2 separate regions of the Danio rerio genome follow, and region 2 is linked to region 1. Evidence: chromatin contacts called from public Hi-C data. All regions are on one chromosome and are shown on one strand. Each heading gives the region's core, a stretch centred on a gene start, on an enhancer-like site or on the middle of the called end of the contact. The rest is flanking DNA. Distances are from core to core; before and after follow the strand shown. Region 1 holds the start of cyp1b1 (cytochrome P450, family 1, subfamily B, polypeptide 1). Region 2 has its middle 30 kb from the start of cdc42ep3.

Evidence for each region. A called contact is a pair of places that touch in the nucleus more often than the background predicts.
Region 2: a contact with region 1 is called in a Hi-C map of an unstated tissue, with 3 times the contacts expected there. The contact joins the enhancer-like site here to the promoter of cyp1b1 in region 1. A contact is called at or near these places in 3 of 18 Hi-C or Micro-C datasets (caudal fin, embryo and an unstated tissue).

What each region holds. Positions count from the first base shown.
Region 1 is chr13:45,534,715-45,540,898 of GRCz12tu, forward strand. It overlaps cyp1b1 (cytochrome P450, family 1, subfamily B, polypeptide 1), which reads left to right and starts at 4,395. Exons shown (of 3, transcript NM_001145708.1): 1 at 4,395-5,566. The coding sequence starts at 4,581.
Region 2 is chr13:45,708,676-45,714,608 of GRCz12tu, forward strand. No RefSeq gene overlaps it. Among named protein-coding and RNA genes, the nearest start is that of cdc42ep3, 30 kb to the left of the region's middle. Within about 2 kb of position 2,121, at least 7 of the 62 cell types and tissues checked have an H3K27ac peak or open chromatin away from gene starts, as enhancers often do.

The sequences.
Region 1 (6,184 bases), core at 3,145-5,644:
TTCATTTATCAAAATCTAACTCTTTAACGTCAACACTTTACTCTGAAATGCTTCAACACCAAGAATTTAACTCTGATGAATTTGCTGTGTAAATGCTATGTTAAAAGCACACAACTTCATAATTGTCCAACACTGTAAAACCAAGTAATTTAAGGTAACTCAAACCATTTGAGGAAAGCAACGCAACAAACCATTTAAATTCAAAAACTAATCTAAATGAGTACAGTAAACTTAATCCATTTGAGTAAAAGAAGCAATTTGAGCACATTAAAAACAATTAAATGAAGAGAACTTAGTACAGTCAAACTCAGTAAGTTAAGGCAACTCAAACCGTTTGAGGAAACCGACGGCTATACAAACCATTTGAGTTAAAAAAAAAAAAAACTAATCTATACGGTACTGTGAACTTACTCCATTTAAGTTGAGTTTAAAAAAACTAATCTATATGAGTACTGTGAACTTACTCCATTAGATTTAAGTTAAGTTACTCATTGCCTTCAACACACAGTTCAAAACTCTTTTCAAATGAGTAGAAACCAGTTTCAGTAAATTTTGAGTAAACTACACTCATTTCATTTGATAAAGCTGACTGATGGGTTTTACAGTGCATGAACCCTCTTTTATCCAAGCTCAAAACGTCTAAGCTGTAAATAAACAAATTAGACTATTAATAGTCCCAATGTTGTGCATGAAGAGTGTGTACTACACAATTTTTGTTATAAAACAGTTTGTTATAGGCATATAGGTTATAAATTGCACTCTGTGTGCATATCTTTTAATTTACCATCTTAAAATACTGATTTACAGCGGCAAGCCTTACCTTTTACATTTGTGCTTACCTTTTTTTGTAAAGAAGAAGAAGAACAGCTGCAGCTATTTTTAATTTAGATGTAAGAGGTTTCCGGCTTCATCCATTCACTCAAAAAAAAAAAAAGTTTGCCTTTTATTTAAACAACTTATTTAAAATAAGCTGAAATAAGCAACACTATCTTAAGACAATTCCTAACTTTTTGATTTAGTTGCTAGTTCGCATAGATATATACACTAGATATCGGATACGGACCACATTCATACTGCCGCCAGATTTGTACAGTGCTCCCAGCACAAATGTCATTCAACCGCACTAGACTAAAGCCAATGTGAAGATGCTGGACTTTAGCTCTGCATGTATGCGGGTGTAGTAATGAGCAAACAACGCACAAAGGCAAAACATTTCACAGAAAAGTTTTTTATTTATTTATTTTTTATTTATTTTTTTTAACTTAAACAAGACGTGTTAAACAAGAATTGATGATAGGCTATTGACCATAAGGCAAAGCACCAAAATCGCACTAAAATGATAAGCTTAAGCTAGTTTTGTTGAATGAAGTCTTGTATAGGCTATATGTAATAAAGTAAAAAGAAAATAATGTAAATGAAATATGACATCAAGATGCTGCGGTGCCAGAAACTTGTATTATTGTCGTCTATTATTGTGAACGATTCGTGAATAACCGAGGTTAATTTACAAACGACTGGTTTGCGTTGCGGGTTTAAAAAATAAAAAAAACTTTGCTATTCTGTGATGTTAGATGAATCGAAAGTGTTGACTATTTACAAGACTTCTGAGTCGGAAAATAAGATGGATACGGGTCTTTTGATCCCTATAAGTTCTCTCACAGGCCAACAGGCCGTCAATGTGACACAACTCTACATATAAAACAGGTAAAAATGACAATGTACAGCTTTTCAATTATCAGGAAACACCTGGACCACAGAAAAGCGTTGCGTGCGTGCGTTTGTCTCTGTGTGTTTTAGGGCCTGTCTCGGCATGGTCTTGGTCTTTGATGTAGTAGAAAGGCCTGAGGGTCCCGAATCTGTTCAGAGGGTGACAAAAGTCCATGTTAATTAAACGAAAATAGATTAAATTAAATACATTTAATTTACAAATCAATTAATATTGTATTTAATTACAATACAAAAGACGCAAGGACTTAATATGAAAATCTAATAGAAATAATAATAGAAAATCAATCTAAACTACACTGTAAAAAATCCTGTTTGCCTTAATTTTTAAGATGATTAAAATTAACCTTATGAGTCCATTGAACTTGTAAGGTGACTTAAAACAGCTTGCCGTACTCATAAAATTAAATTAGAACATGATTAAGTTTAATAAGTAAATATGACCTAAAATATATGCTATGAAAACTAATTGATCATATCATATTTTACAGTGTGGGATACGTGGTTCCAAACAAGTAAATAAAAAAAACAATAACTTTTTTGTGCTCAAGCGTAAGCTCAAAAATCAAGTTTATAAATATGAATCATGCAAACGAAAAAAACATAAAATTCCCCATAATCTCGCCGACTGCTCTTTGCATGCATGCATGATTGTTCCCATTTACGTTTTATACGTTTTGTTTCACTGATGGTTGTTCATTTTTCAATCATATGAGAATATGATAATAAGAATTATATGAATATAAAGTAATTCATTAACCTATCTGTTAAATTTTCTATCAAAACTAAGGCGTCACTGCCGTTTTTAAAAACATTTGCGGCAAATTAAATAACAATTATATTATTAAAAAACATTAATTAAAAATACATTAATTTTGCATTATAATACTCGATTTGTGCGTAGAAATATACTTGCAGAAAAGCTTATGCATTTATTTACTAAGAAAATTAACTGGCACGAAAATAAACAATAGGCAAGTTTGAAATACTCCAATAGCATATCTTACGGTTTAAAAAACAAAAGCAACAACAACAAGAAGAAAAAACGTAAACTATAACAATTTTAAAAAATAATATTTTGATGACAAAATTTTTTCGGCTGTTTTGAAATGTGGAAACAAATAATAGGCTATTTTAGGCTATTTGCGGACAAATGCTTTCATTGCTTTCAAGTGCTGATTAACAACTGTGCTTTGTCTATGTATGTTATGTATATACAATTTAATCTTAATTTCTTCTTTTTAATAGCCTATTTGAACTTAAGTCAGGAGGCTCAGTAATGCTGATAAGTGATCTGACGTGCCGTGATCAGTGCAGAAGCGCGCGCGCTGTCCGTGGTACTGAACGCTCGAGATGCCGCTGCTCTCTTTCGCTGAGCTTTGTTTTTACAAGAATTCAGTCATTATTAATCCATCTTAATATTTTACGTTTACATACGCATTTGTAAGTTACATTGGTATAATTAGGGTTTGATGTTGATTTTAGTTTATGTGTCAAATAAACTTTCAAAGAGTCTGTATACAGTGAAATGGATTTTAATTGTAAAAACCAAAAAGTATTTATCGAATTTTTAAGATGACTCACTCGACATTAAATTAGATATTCACGTTTTGATGATGATAATGATGATTATTATTTTTGTTGTTGTTGTTGTTGTTTTTGCTTCTTTGCTAAAACGGATGGTGAGAATGATATGCTTTCACACCAAATATAATGACAGTTAGTCTTAGTTTCCCGAAGGAAAAATAAATATAGAATTTATATATGCAAATCTGATCTAATTTTCAGACAGTAATTCTAAATAGACCAATGCATTCATAATTTAAACAAGAAGAAGTAATCTTACATTGCTTACATTTACATTTGTTAAACCATATTATGAAATTCCAAACAAGCTAGCCTATATCATTGGAAGCAGAAATAACTTATTATTAATAATGAATTTATTTAGGTTCTCATATTCCTTGTATTCATTTTAATCTTGTGCAATTTGGAAATGAGGTCCTCCTAGTGGCAACAGGTGGGAAAAAATCCTTTATAAAAATATCTTGCATTGCATTTTCCCAGTACGCCAGCATCACGCTCTTAAAACAGACAGCATTAGCTATTGTATTCATGCATAAGCACAATTCTGAAATTGAAAACACGAAAAAATGAACACAGAGCCACGTTTATTTTAAAACGACTGTTTTGCATCATCCTTTATTTGAAGCTAACACAATTTTAACACTATTTTTAGCATATATACAAAAAAGGTCAGTAGGTAGGTTAATATCGTTTTATCAAAAGTGCGCCAACAAAAGTAAAAAGCACCGAAAGAAATTAGAATATATTTGCCAAGAGATCTTCTAAAATATATATATATATAGAAATATATACAGCTGAAGCATTCAAAGAGAGAGAGAAAGTAATTTGATATATAATATGGATATGAATAATGTATAATTTTTGTATTTTTAATTATAGGCTATATTTTTTTACTACAACCGCTATGTTTTAATAGGCTATGTGTGTTCTTTTTTATGTAAACTTTAGAAATGCTTTGGCGATACAATAAAGCGAGAGAGAGAGAGAGAGAGAGAGAGAGAGAGAGAGAGAGAGAGAGAGAGAGAGAGAGAGAGAGAGAGAGAGAGAGCAAAGGAGGAGACTCAGTGATGCTATTCAGTTGTAGATAAATTCTTGTAAAGCTCATTTCAACCTTATCAGACCATCCCACCGAGACTATATAATTTCACGAGCCCGACAGAAACTCCACAAAGCGTTGGCCACCCGAACTCTGAAACTCTGATGCTCAGCTGGTCCATTGATACCCAAATGTGAATCTGCATTGATTTCCGAGACGTGCAAATATATACATGATGGATGTCCTGCTGGCTCTGAGAGACCTCCTTCAGCTGTCAACACGGAGTGTGTTGCTGTCGCTGATGGTGTGTTTAATGCTCATGTTCCGGCGTCGGCAGCTGGTACCGGGTCCGTTCTCGTGGCCGGTCATCGGCAACGCCGCTCAGCTCGGTAACACTCCTCATTTTTACTTAAGCCGAATGGCTCAGAAATACGGCGACGTGTTTCAGATCAAACTGGGCAGCAGAAATGTGGTGGTTCTAAACGGAGACGCGATCAAAGAGGCGCTCGTTAAAAAAGCGACCGATTTTGCAGGCAGACCCGACTTTGCTTCATTCCGGTTCGTGTCTAACGGGAAAAGCATGGCTTTCGGTAACTACACCCCTTGGTGGAAACTGCACCGGAAAGTCGCGCAGAGCACCGTCAGAAATTTCTCCACAGCCAACATCCAAACCAAGCAGACATTCGAGAAGCACATCGTAAGCGAGATCGGAGAGCTCATCCGTCTTTTTCTCAATAAATCCCGCGAGCAGCAGTTTTTCCAGCCGCACCGGTATTTAGTGGTGTCGGTGGCGAACACGATGAGCGCCGTGTGCTTTGGGAACCGGTACGCGTACGATGACGCGGAGTTCCAGCAGGTGGTGGGCAGAAACGACCAGTTCACCAAAACAGTCGGAGCCGGGAGCATGGTGGATGTGATGCCCTGGATGCAGTACTTCCCAAACCCCATCAGAACCCTCTTTGACCAGTTTAAAGAGCTCAACAAGGAGTTTTGCGCGTTCATTGAATTGAAAGTTTCGGAGCACCGAAAGACCATTTCACCGAGCCACGTCCGTGATATGACTGATGCCTTCATCGTCGCTCTGGACAAGGGGCTGTCCGGGGGCTCGGGGGTCTCTCTGGATAAGGAGTTTGTGCCACCGACCATCTCAGATATTTTCGGGGCCAGTCAAGACACTCTGTCTACAGCTCTCCAGTGGATCATCCTGCTACTTGTCAGGTAAATAATATTATATAAAACATTACATTTACAATTAAATTTAGCCCTATATGAAGTATACTTATTGAAAATCAATCGGTTTAACACACAAATATTAATACTAATATTTACTAAGTAAACATTGAGTAGTCATCATAATGTTGGTTAAATTCAGAACAAACAGAATGTTTTTTTTTTAATTATTAACTTTAAATTACAATTTTTAACCCAACGGGTGTGCCCATATTTGACCCAACGGTGGATTACGGCAATCCTACATTTTAATGTTTGATAAAATCAAAATGCTATAGCCTATTATTTTTAATTCTGGTTAAATAACTGGCTTTTGTAGTCCTATAACAGACTCGTATAAACTTTAAGTTGAAAACCTAAACTTTAAAAAAATTAAAACTTGCAGGAGGACAAATTTAGCTCTCTGGAATAGGCTAATAGACTTATGTTGCTCTTTTTTTATTTGATACTAAATCAACACGCAAAAGAGGGACAATAATACATCTTAAATCCTTTAACATTGCACAGAAAAACAATATCTAAAATCAATCTTTCTGGAATGACAAAGCTGTCATGAAAGCACTGTTTGGTTGCATTTTGCTGAACTGAGCTGCATGTAAAGTGCGC
Region 2 (5,933 bases), core at 871-3,370, 170 kb after region 1:
CGTTTTCGAAACGCTCCGTTTTCGGCGCTCGAGAACTCCGCCGTAGTGTGGACGGTTGGCGTAACCGTAGCAAAACTTATGCGTTTTCAAACTAAAACGCATTAGTGTAAACGGGGCCTACAACTCTGGATTACCCTTATACATCTGTTTGTCTCTGTATTGACCACTGCTTGCCTGACCATTCTAATAAACCTGCATGTGGATCCGATGTCACTCCCCAGGGTACAGTAAGTTGACACATACTTGCAAAGTTTCAGACAGTCTACTAATACTCAAATGGACCATCAAAATAAAGTGCTGGCTTATGTAGAAAATGATAATTCTGGTAACATTTTAATCCTTTCATTTTTATTATATGTAAAGATATTTATGCATCATGTGTGTATTAGGCAATGTCTAAGCCAGGGGTCTCAAACTCAATTTACCTGGGGGCCACAGGAGGCAAAGTCTGGGTGAGGCTGGGCCGCATAAGGGATTTCACACAAAAAAAGTCCTCAAATGTCATTATTAACAGTTTTAATTATTTCTTCTGAACATTAAGTGTCCTGAACATTAATAGAACATTGAGTGAAGATTATGAACAGTTCTTCTGAACATGGCATCTTTTGCCTACTTCTTGCTGCCAGAGACCTTGACAGCGCTTCTTCTCACAAATCTGAACCACATTTGGCTTTAGAGCGGAAGCAGTTGAGACCCTCAGTATGGCTTGAAGATGATCATCATTAAGTCTAGACCTGTACTTTGACTTATTGAAGTCCTAGGGAAAAAAAGTGGGGGAACTCACTCAAAACTTCCATTCCCTCACCTAAAAAAAAGGCGTATATATATAAATAAAACACCCCCACCCCACTCCAGTCACATCAGTCTGTGTCTACCTATAATATCAATATATATAAGATGCAGGGCAGGCACGTGCACACATAGGGCTCAACCTGTGCAGAGCACATGCCCTTTTTAGTCTTGCATAGAAAGTGCCCTTCCAAAATGATCAAAAGTGCCCCCGCAACGCGACACACCCTCGGTCCCGCCCTTCAGTAGGCGCGCGATAACACCGCTCTTGAGTACGCGCGCGACAACACAGCTGATCAGAATGCGCATTGAGTGACAAGCGCGCTCTGTACGGATAGAATCAGCGGAGCGGGGAGCGCTCTCTCTCCCTGATTCTGTCAGAGTACAGCGGTCGGCGCGGGCCACAAAATATTGCACTGAGGGCCGCAAATGGCCCGCGGGCCGCGGGTTTGAGACCCCTGGTCTAAGCATTTGGACCTGCATAGGCGCATAACTAATGGCTTTAAATCAGCTTAGATGGTCAATGGCGCGGTCTATTTCAGTTCCTCAAAATAGCAATGTGCCAACAATGCGCCTTAACACACCTCCTTTTCAGACCAGAACACACATGAGTCCACAAAGAAGCACAATGATTTGCTATTTAAACAACGTGACGCAAAAGATAAAAGTTACTGTTGAGCTGGTCTGAAAATTGCGCCAAACACGTCTTGCACCTTATTGAGCTGGGTGTATAGGGCCCATGATCACTGCTCTGACCTTTTTAAATTATTCAAAACATCAATAAAAGTTATTTTTTCAAACTTTTCAACATCAAAAGTTCAATAATGGTCCAATAATGCAATTCAAAAACTTAAATAAGCATAAAACAAATCACAAAATATAAAAAAACTGCTAACTTATGGATTTTATTTTACCGTTTAATATACATAAATTAATAAAAAGCACTTATGATTCATAAAAAGAGAAACGGATATTAGATTAATGGACATTTTTTGACTTCGTATTTGTGCTGATTGATTTATATTTTTTTTTTCATATCGTATAACTATATAGCGTATTTTAATTACACTTTGTAAATTATCGTAGTGTGTTTCAACTCACAAACTTGCCAAACACTACGCTGTGTGAAGCACAAAAGCAGCAAACTTCGATTTCCTGGAAGAAGGTGAGACTGTCAGACTTATGATAAACACACTTTTGGTACTTGATACAGAGGTGCCAAAGAAAGCATAACTCAAACTGAAGGATTTTCCACCTGGTCTGGAGCAAGCGTTGGCTATAAAGCCGCCAGTGTCTCCGACATGAGGGTGTCACACAGGGGAAAACTCTCATACAACATTTCTCTACTCCTGGTGTGGAAGCAAACAGAAAGACGGAAAGTACTCTTGGCTCTTTCTTACCGACAGGAAGTGTTCTGAAACATGGGCCATAGCTAAAAGAATGAATGCGATTTCCTTTCCATAGCAACAAATGAGATGCATTTTAAAACATGGAAAGGTTTGGAATGGTGTTAGTGGATGTCTGGATAATGTTCCGGTAACAGGAAGGGCACGCTTGACTCTGTGTTATGATGGAGAGAGAGAGAGCTGGAATCAAATATCCTTCAGTCCTACTTCAGCTACATTACTACATCTTAGGCAACATTAAAATGATTTTTTATTTTTTGTTAAAACATTTGGCTTTTTAAATTCATGTGCATGTGAATTCATGTAAATTGTTTAAAATGTTTTACCTTGAGTTAATTTGGAGAAGAAAAAAAAATCTAAAACCTCAGGCAAGCCATATACATGAAACAAATTGTTTTGAATGTAGTTTATGGTTTGTATTTTTGTACGATCTCTTAATTTTTTTTATAAAATTTTTAGTTGAGGTAAAGTGTATTTACAAAGTGTAATGTGCTGAACAATTTTAATGGAACAAAAAATTAAGCTAATACAATAATGACCTGTTAATGATTAAAAAAAAAAGCTAAAAATTACATTTGAAAATATAACCTATTTATTAAATCAAAATAACCTAATATTTAAGTAAAAATAACCAATTATTGGGTAGAAAAAACAACCCAATTGTGGGATTAAAATAATAACCCGGCAATGGGTTTTTGATTTCCTGTATGCCCTTCAGATGGAAAAGATTCGGTTTGCAATAAAACAAAAGCCAGAACAGTTCCAGAAAGTCTGAAGCCCTTTTCTAAATTTTTGAAAGGAGACATCTATATCTTAATTGCCTTTTTACCTTTCTTTTCTTTGTATTATTTATTTTTATTTATTTGTTTATTCTTTTATTTTTGTTATCTTGTGTTTGTATATCTTTGTGTATAAATGTGGTATTTTATCTTTATTTATATATTTATTTATAGTGTATAATTATGTTTATATATTTATTTAGTGTAGAAATTATGTATTTCTTGTTTGGTGAATTGTATCAGCGAGTATATTTATATGTATCAATATTATGTATATTTTAATGTCTGACCTAAGATTACCCTAATTTAAAAAAATTATATAAATAAATAATAATAATAATAATAATAATTTTTATTATTAATAATATTATTTATTATTATTATTATTATTATTATTATTATTATAACAACAATAACCCAGTTACTTGGGTTAATTTAACCTCTGATGTGTTCTGTCCCATATTTACCCAGCAGTAGGGTTAAAAACAACATAATTTGCGTAGTTTGTAACCCTGTTTTTTTAGAGTGTTTACTTCTGTTTAACGGAAAAGAAGATTTGTTTCAACACATTTCTAAACATAATAGTTTTAACAAGAAAAATATCAAAATATTATGCAAACATTAAATAAATCAGTTATTAGAAATTTTCTAAGATACTAGTATTCTAAAGTGTCATTTAAAGACTTAACTATAGGTTAATTAGGGTAGGTAGGCATGTCATTGTATAGGTTGTTTACACATGACGTAATTGATGACGCGCGAAATTCAGGTGGAGGGCAGGAAGCGATTCTTCAACATTGGAATCGCGTTCAGAACATCAAAATGTTTCTGTTTTATGTTGTTTATAATTGTTTAAAATGGCCAAAATAAGAAATGCCCAACAGCTTTTGTTGAACTCCAAAAGGTTTTGCTCATTAATGGGGAAAGACTCAAAAAACTGGCTGAAAAAAGAAAGAAAAAGTGGCATTTAATAAAAAATTTTTAAATACATCCATACAAACATTTTTGAACGCGAGAATTCGTTTGACAGCACTGATAAAGATTATATACAGGCCTAGCAATGTGTATAAATATGGTAATGTGTTGTATAATAATTAGATACAAACACCCCCACACTTATACAAAATCCAGGAGAATATAAATAACGTACCCTGGAATGAAATCTCCATCTTGTTTCACAATAATGCAGGTGAGTCATGGTCTGACATAATCCCGGTAAATTACAGAGTTTAACTTCAAAGTTAAAACTGGAATGTAACGACTACTCAACAGATTCTTCAAAAATGCCAAGAAACATAGAAGTGGAGTGTCATTTTAAACATTTACTACTGTTTGCCGGCTGTTGCCTTGGAAATGAGGTCAGTATCTCTGGCACATGGCAGCAGTTTTGAGGAAAAAGCTGAAGAAGAAGCACATGAGACAGCATGAAACCGAGCAGATGACACTGGATCCAGGACCCCCCCCACCGAGACTTGCATGCAGGAATGTTTTCATGTCTCCATCATAACTAAAGCCTCTCTCTCTGTCTTTCTCTCTTTCTCTCTCTCTCTTTCTCTCTCTCTCTCTCTCTCTCTCTCTCTCTCTCTCTCTCTCTCTCTCTCTCTCTCTCTCTCTCTCTCTCTCTCTCTCTCTCTCTCTCTCTCTATATATATATATATATATATATATATATATATATATATATATATAAATGATTATATATATATATATATATATATATATATATATATATATATATATATATATATATATATATATATATATATATATATATATATATATATATATATATATATATGTATATATATCAGTGTTCCCTTCTCTAGTTTAAAAAAGCTTTAAATGTTTTTTATAACCAACACTATCTCATGACAATTCGTATCTCTTTGATTTAGAAGCTAATTCTTATAAATTTGTATGATCTCATTCATTTACTTCAGTACATATTGCTCATCTCCTAATGGCGGTTGGGTTTAGGGGTTTGGTGTCACGCCTCTTTTTAAAAATTGTACATTTCTGTATGAATACACTTGTATAAATTCGTAAGAATTAGCCAATAAACTGACAAACTTTCAATAATTACTTTCCTTGAGACAGTCACGTTTCTGCTTTGCCTGATAGCTACAGCTAGAAGAAGAAGAAGAAATGCCAACTGACCTAGCTAGGACTCGAACTAGCAACCTTCTTGTCGTGAGGCAGCAGTGCTAACCAAAAAATAAAAAAGAAATAATATATATATACTGTATAAAACAAAATGTATTAAATGTATTAAAATAAAACAAATGTTTTACAAAAAATAAATAATTCAACATTTTTTGCTCAAATTGTTAATATTTATCGTCAGGAATTGGTCTGTAATAATAAAAAATTAAAGTCATAAATAAACTTTAAGACTACCATTTTACATTTTACATGAAAATCCTACATTTTACCTACTTCACAATGTGATTTAATTAATTAATTCATTTTCCTTTAGCTAAGTCACAGCGGAATGCATGGTTCAGGATCTGGTTGTCGCCACTGGCTTGCATGGTTCAGGATCTGAAAAGCTACGCATAGATGAATTTGCTCTTCAGTGTTTGGACTCTCAGTAATGATTTCATACCACACTTAACTGAGCTAAACTGAACTGAACTTAAACACTAAAAAACTGAACCACCCTGATCCAGTTACTATGACCATTTATGTGAAGCTGCTTTGACACAATCTACATTGTAAAAGCGCTATACAAATAAAGCTGAATTGAATTGAACCGACCATCAACTATTCCAGCATATGTTTAACGCAGCGGATGCCCTTCCAGGGAAACACCCATACACTCTCGCGTTCACATACACACTATGTCTATGAATGTTTAGCATATCAGTTAAGCATATGGAGAGAGTTTTTAATTGGTTACCATTTATGAAGGCCACTCCCCTGATTTATTTCTTCTTTTGCAGGACTGAGATGGTTAAAG